2 separate regions of the Zea mays genome follow, and region 2 is linked to region 1. Evidence: chromatin contacts called from public Hi-C data. All regions are on one chromosome and are shown on one strand. The core of a region is the stretch at or near the end of the contact, and the rest is flanking DNA. Distances in the headings are between cores, read along the strand shown. Region 1 has its middle 7.0 kb from the start of LOC111591061. Region 2 has its middle 16 kb from the start of LOC103647424.

Region 1 (3,409 bases), core at 76-2,575:
TAGGTAGGTGTGCTCGTGAACACCTTTTGGCCTAAAATACCATGGTATGCTCTCGGGTCAATTTTTGCAAAAATAGATATTAGCTATATAATTTTGTAAAAGTTGAGTAGCATGTATACAATTTATCCATGCTCAAAATGCTATTGTCCTAGGACTAGAAAATAGTTTTCCAAACAGACCCTTAGGAGTTATGCAACACTTATGAGGTGTTTGGTTTGATGAATCACTCTATCCAAAATGAAGTGGTGCATCATAGATCCATTCTTCAAATTTGGTGGGATGACTCCATTCCACATATTAGTACTAAACAACTAACTATAAAGAATAAGGTGGTGATGAATTAACTCACTCTATTCCACAAACCAAACAAAAAAGTGAGGAGTGAGAAGATGATAGACTATATCATTTCTCAAACCAAACACTACATTAATGCAGTGCAAAATAGTTCATGGCCTACTACTGTGAGACGAGACATGAAAGTTACTATTTACTATCTGATTCACCGTGGTAGAGCAGATTACTATATACTTTTTAGACACTAACGTCATTTCGTTGTATCCATCAGATAACATACTTCGGCAGTCTTAATTTATAATCTGTTTGACTTTTTAACAAAGTCGATTTATTATTTTTTTGCAGAAATTGATACAATCAAAGCTCATACTACGACATTACAATAAAAATAAATAATAATTATAAAATTTATAAAATAAAACAAGCTGATTAAATCGGTAAAAAGTCAAACAAATTATAAATTGGAATAGAGAAAGTATTAAAATAACAATAAGACGTTCTGGGTTCTGGCAGCAAGCAGAACTTGGATTGAAGTATCAAATAATCACTAATAGAAAAGAGCTCAAAGCCTGCGGCACCCATAAATTATCACTGGCGGTTTCAGACTTTCAGTTACCGCGCGCCAGTAAAAAAACCAGGTGGACCCGGCTTGGGAACCGCTACTGGCCCCTAGCACTGGCGGCACTGAAAAACGACAGTACAAACAGCTCTAGAACCGCCACTATAGAGCCTCTGTGTACTAGTGAATGGAACAGTTTAGCCTTGACTTGTGTTCTTTTTTGAATGATACGCAACTGTACTAGGAGAAAAAACAAATCTTTTTTATCCAAGTTAGGTGTATATATAAGCAATATAGATTATCTTTACTAAGTCAAATATACTTCACATACAGATAGACATCATTGCTCTTGGTTACATACACTACGTGAGAAGAGCACGTCAACGGACGGACGACGCGTCCTAGGGTCATCACAAACACGGGTTTGCTGTGTCTACCATAGCGTATTAGCGTGTCGATCTGCTGTAAGGACCGCAACCTATCACATACGTGCAAAAAACACCGCGCCTGTGATGAGCACGTATCACAGACAGTGCAAAGACAACGCGCGCCTGTGATGACAAATTAAAAAACAAAAGAAAAAAAAATTGTGGTCTTATATATATCATACATGGCATCAGATTATATATAGTAGCCAATTGCTAATTAGCAATTGACTCATGAAGTAATATCAAAAGCCATCACAAGTCCCTCCAACAAACTGCAAGTAAACGTACTTTGCTACTGGAACTAAAAAGATAAGAAGCTTAATTCATATATATCAGCAGGATCTTATCTGCTTGATTGTGTTACAGCTTGTAAGAATATCTAAAATCACTGAAAAAAACTCCATGTTAGACAAAAACCTCTGCCTTCCCCTGACTGTTTTCATCCAGATCACCACGCACTAGTTGCAGTTGTGAATATGACGTTTCTCTGAATCCAAAAATAAAAAATATAAATAAACAAAAGATGAGTAAGAGCAAACTTGAGATAAATCATCACTTCTATGATATGAAAATCTAGCCGCTCGAGATGAATAAGATTGGACCTCACATCGTTGAAGTCCAGTTTAGGAGAGGTATGGCATAATCTATGGACAGTTAACCACATAGGAAAAAGGCTACACTGAAAACTAGTGTATGAAGATTAGAATTACTCTTTTTTTAAAGGAAGCGGCAAAAGACTTGCCTCATCAATATATTAGAAGAGAAATAGATACTGAAGACTGAGCAAAAGAAAAAACAAAAAAAGAGAAAAACATACACTAACTCAATCTAACATACACTAAAACTCACAATTTGATCTTTCACCAATTGCATACACTAAAACTCACAATTTGATCTTTCACCAATTGCATAACCTGGATAGCAGATCTTTGAAGTCTATGAAAGATTCTGTTATTTCTTTCTAACCATATATTCCACCAGAAAGAGATGAGGAGTCCATCGAAAATCTTCTTTGACTCCTTGCAGCAACGATTCCTTAATCTCTTCCACCAATCATACAACTACAACGACCCGGGGTTAGAAACGACACTTAGAAAGAACAGATTGGCCCAAGATAGGATCATGTTCCAAACCTCTACAAAAACGGGCAGTCTTTGCCTAAATGAGGCATAGTTTCTTGTGATAAGTTGCAAAGACAACAAATTGGATTGCAAGGCCATCCTCGCTTTTGTAGGTTGTCTGCAGTCAAAATTATGTTATACAACATGGTCCATACGAAAAAACGACATTTTGGCTCAATTCTCGCTTTCCATATAGGAGAAATTTTGATTTTACAAAAATTCGTTGTGAACTGAATTTTGTATGCACTACTTGAACTGTAACTCCACCTCCATAAAATAGTATCGTCGAGATCATTGAGTGCTGTTGATACCTTGCCGGAGGGAAATGAATTCTTTTATCTCTTCCTCATGTGTGTAAGGAGAACAAAAGTGCATCCAGCGATTATTTGTAAGGGCTTGGCATGCTTTCATGAATAAGGTTGGCGCAATGTTCTTTAGCGCCTGACCACTACAGAACACTGTGCTCCCACAATCAGCATAATACAGCGAGGAATTGGTCAGGAACAAGCTATTACATCTGCATATATATCTTGTGCTCCTGAGGTACATGTTGTCACTGTGTAGATCTATCTCCTGAGAACAAAATTTATGACACGGCCAACAAGAGCAAACTAGCTAGCAGGGAAAATAAGTAAAGACTAACATGTTTAGAGAACATATATATTATGTGCAAATCAACCACTTGGTGCAAACTGTACAAAAACAAACACGTTGGTGGAGGTGAAAGATGGAAGGGTCATTTTGAAAACTGATGATGGTGGGAGAGTTGTTTTAAAAAAATTATCATAATTGTTTACACGATTTGCACCAAATAATTGGTTTGCACCTAATATGTTCCCTATTTGCACATATTCAAGTTCAGCACATAACAGCTCATTCTGCATGCAAGCTAAGAAAGAGCATAGTGCGCTCATCAGAACAACGTCAAAATCAATTAAAAGTATATGGACTCACCTTACCCACTGGCTTGGATATATAGCTGCAGCCTGCAGGCATTTCTATCCTTT
Region 2 (3,366 bases), core at 667-3,166, 250 kb after region 1:
TAGACACTAAACCAAAACCATTTTGTCTTGTGAATTGTACTTCTGTAGGGGGCACGTTCATGGACATTAGAGTTAACTGATGTCTGGTCTGGTATCAAGGAAGAGATGTTTTTAACTGTGTTTACGCTAATCAAGTTAATGAATTTGGTACATGTCATAACATCTAAGCCTTTGTAAGTTTGAATATTCACTTGTGACTTAATCAGCTACTTATAGCTTTTATTAGGCTGTATATTGCTCAGTCCTGTAAGTTTGGTGTTACACATTGCACATTTGCTTTAAACCAATGGATTTTCTATCAATAAGAAAAACTAGGAAAAAGTAGTTGTGATTCTGATAATTTTGAACGGCCATACTTGGGATAAAGTTTGAATGTTTTCTCTTTTCTTACCAAAGTTTCTAACATAGCATTTTCACATTTCTTCCATGGTATACAGTTTGCTGCAGGAATCCACAAACTGAGTCTTTTCTTCGGCTTCTGGAACTCCCATCCTCGTAGGCATCCACATTCGAGGATGGTGCACGGTTCTAATAATGCCTTGTCTGTTCTAATGCCTTGTCTGTTCTAATGCCTTGCCTGTTGGGAGTGCTCTGTAATTCCAAGGGTGAAATCTATTGGCCTCTGAATTTGATTTGAGTTAAGAAGATTTTACAAAAATGAGTGAATAACGAACCTGTTCCTGAGGTTCTAAAACTATAGTAGTACTGTTTGTTTTTTATTGAGTATCTACTAATCTCTACTACCCTTTAAGTCTCTATTGTAGGTGTCCACATCCGTGCGCCAGTTCTGCCACCGCGTGTATGCCATTCTCAGTCGCCTCCACCAGGAACTGGCAACCAGCGCCGATGAGGAGGAGGAGCGCGGAGTAGAGGGGCTCCGGCGACCGCGTCGGAGATGGCGGTGAGCCACAGTGCGGGGATGCTCATGTCCACCTCCATCAACGGGGTCAAGCTCTACTCGCTCATACGTACGAGGAGAGTTCCTCCATAGACAAAGATGAAAAAAAGACCTTGTATTTGATAGAATGTGTTGATCCATTCCTAAACCGAATAGAAATGTGAGGTCGGTTGTGATTAATCTTTTGATCTTAGGTAAGGTCAAGGTTCTACCGGGCTGCTCGTTGTTCCAGGATTGTGTAGCTGTTGTAGCTCCAATTGAGAAATATTATCAGTATTAAGCTGCTTTGATTGTTGCCTGGTCTATTGCTTGTATGTAGCATGCATCTCCACGGAGATCCAAGTTGTTATGCTTTGAGCTATTGCATCAAGAGTTTAAGATAGTCTTTATATATTTTACTAAAACTTGTGCATGTACATGGAGTGCGTGAATGAATCATCAAAGGCTATAATATCTATCTGTGTGACATATATAGAAACCATAGCAACGCACGAGTATCTAACTATAAAACATATACATCACTATTGTTTGAATTCACTAATTTTCTAAAATGATTACTATTTTAGAACATAGGGAGTAATAAATTTTGACTTCCGTGGCAACGCACGGGCATACAACTATAACACATATGTACATAAGTTATCGTGTTATTATACGGTTCCGTTGCAACGCACGGGCATTCACCTAGTTATCATTATATGTCAGTTAACACGCAAACGGATTGAAGTCGTTAAGGAAAGGTTGCACCTTTTGTTGGCCTTTTCCCCAATTATACACACACGCGACTTGTAGGAGCGGAGAGAGAGGTCTACGTACAGCTGAACTGAATGCCAGCATTGGCGTTTCGCCCGGCGATCTGACAGCTGATCGAGGTACTCCGCAGCGAGTCTACCACGCCATCTATCTACGTCCAGTCAATTTAGGCTCAAATGACAATCGGACATGTCGCTGTACATGGGACCATGGCTATTTGGCATTTTGGCTGGCCCCGACGAATTGCAGTGCGACACCGCCGGTGTCCCAACCTGCTGCGCTGGTGGTACCGCTGGTTTCATGGGTAATAGGGTTAGGCTTGCTTTGTCACGGGCCGCGCGCAGACCCGGTTTTATGATTTTGAGGCCACAGACGAACTGATCATGGTAGACCCTCTAGAATATATAAAAAATTCTATGATATGCAGCGAAGTAGATTAGTACTTTATATATAAATGATTATGTGTATTGAAATTGGTTTTTAAAATATCTAAGACGTTAGATAATATACATCGGTGCAGATTAGCACTTCGCAAGTTGAGGAATAATAACGACGGCAATAGAATGACAAGAATCCTGATTGCTCGACCGTGCATGCCTGGAGGCTGGAGCAGTGGCGCCCAGCGCCCTCGAATCCTGGAGGACTGAATTGATGAGATGACAAACGGCGATCACGTGGAGGGTATGGTCGCACAGACGCGCGACGATGTGAGCGTGATGACTGGGCAGTGGGCAACACGTGTCGCGTGGTTCATGTGCACAGCCCTACCGGCTTGTTAGCTATCTATACTATTTTACTACTAGTATATAGCCCGTGCTAATGCTACGTTCCTAAGAAGGGGAAGAGTGGGGTGAACGACGACGGTGGTGGCACGAGGGGAGGGGTTGACAGCGGTGTGGACGTGAGGAGGGGAGGGCTGAAGGATGATCCAAATGATATTGTTAATTAGATTTGAGTGAGCAAGAGAGATGATGTTATACAACGATATGAACCGTTGATTTTGATGTTGTGTTAAGTATGGGTGCAGTTTGTTTGTTGGATTTAATAAAGATTATGGATGTGTGGATTATTTGGTTGGATGAGTTTTGTAAATTATAAACTAGTGTATTATATTGTGATATAAATATAAAATATTGAGCCTCTATTACTTTTGGGCCTTCGGCCGTCGCCTCTGTTGCATGGGCTCAGGGCCGGCCCTGGCCGCGCGAGTATTAGAGCGAGTCTGATGACTTCACTAGTTCGCCCTCCATCGGTTCCAAAGCTCCTTGATGTGGAGCGCCTTTGCGAAGGCTTCACTTCAACAATTTCAAATTCGTTCTAGCTTCTTACATCCAAATAGCTCTAGCTCTACGAGCTCTAGATTTTAAAAAAAAATTAAAACTAGTGGCCACCTTTATTAAGGATGTGTTTGATTTAGCTTTTGGCTCTGGCTTTTGTCCCCTAAAAACCAAAAGCCAAACCAAAGGGATGGAATCAGTAAACAACTTTTTCTAAAAGTCGACTTTATCACAGTGTAAAACTGAAAGCATATCTGGACCTGCTTTTAGTAGCTTTCAGATAAATGTGAAAATATAAGTGGAAGAACTTTTAGCGGCATTTAGATTTCCACCAAATAATTTTTAACCTTTTCAGAGCTCATAGTCCACAACAGCTTTTTTCACAGCTCACAACACACATCAGCTTTTTTTACAGCCACAGCCCAACCAAACATACCC

The links. A called contact is a pair of places that touch in the nucleus more often than the background predicts.
Region 2: a Hi-C map of leaf shows a contact between it and region 1, with 2.0 times the contacts expected there. The contact joins two enhancer-like sites. A contact is called at or near these places in 7 of 25 Hi-C or Micro-C datasets (bundle sheath, leaf, root tip and 2 more) and 1 of 3 datasets of contacts at active chromatin or transcription factors (leaf).

What each region holds. Positions count from the first base shown.
Region 1 is chr2:185,131,051-185,134,459 of Zm-B73-REFERENCE-NAM-5.0, forward strand. No RefSeq gene overlaps it. Among protein-coding and RNA genes, the nearest start is that of LOC111591061, 7.0 kb to the left of the region's middle. Within about 2 kb of position 1,326, at least 6 of the 20 cell types and tissues checked have an H3K27ac peak or open chromatin away from gene starts, as enhancers often do. A contact at or near this core is called in leaf, where this site is marked.
Region 2 is chr2:185,382,080-185,385,445 of Zm-B73-REFERENCE-NAM-5.0, forward strand. No RefSeq gene overlaps it. Among protein-coding and RNA genes, the nearest start is that of LOC103647424, 16 kb to the left of the region's middle. Within about 2 kb of position 1,917, at least 13 of the 20 cell types and tissues checked have an H3K27ac peak or open chromatin away from gene starts, as enhancers often do. A contact at or near this core is called in leaf, where this site is marked.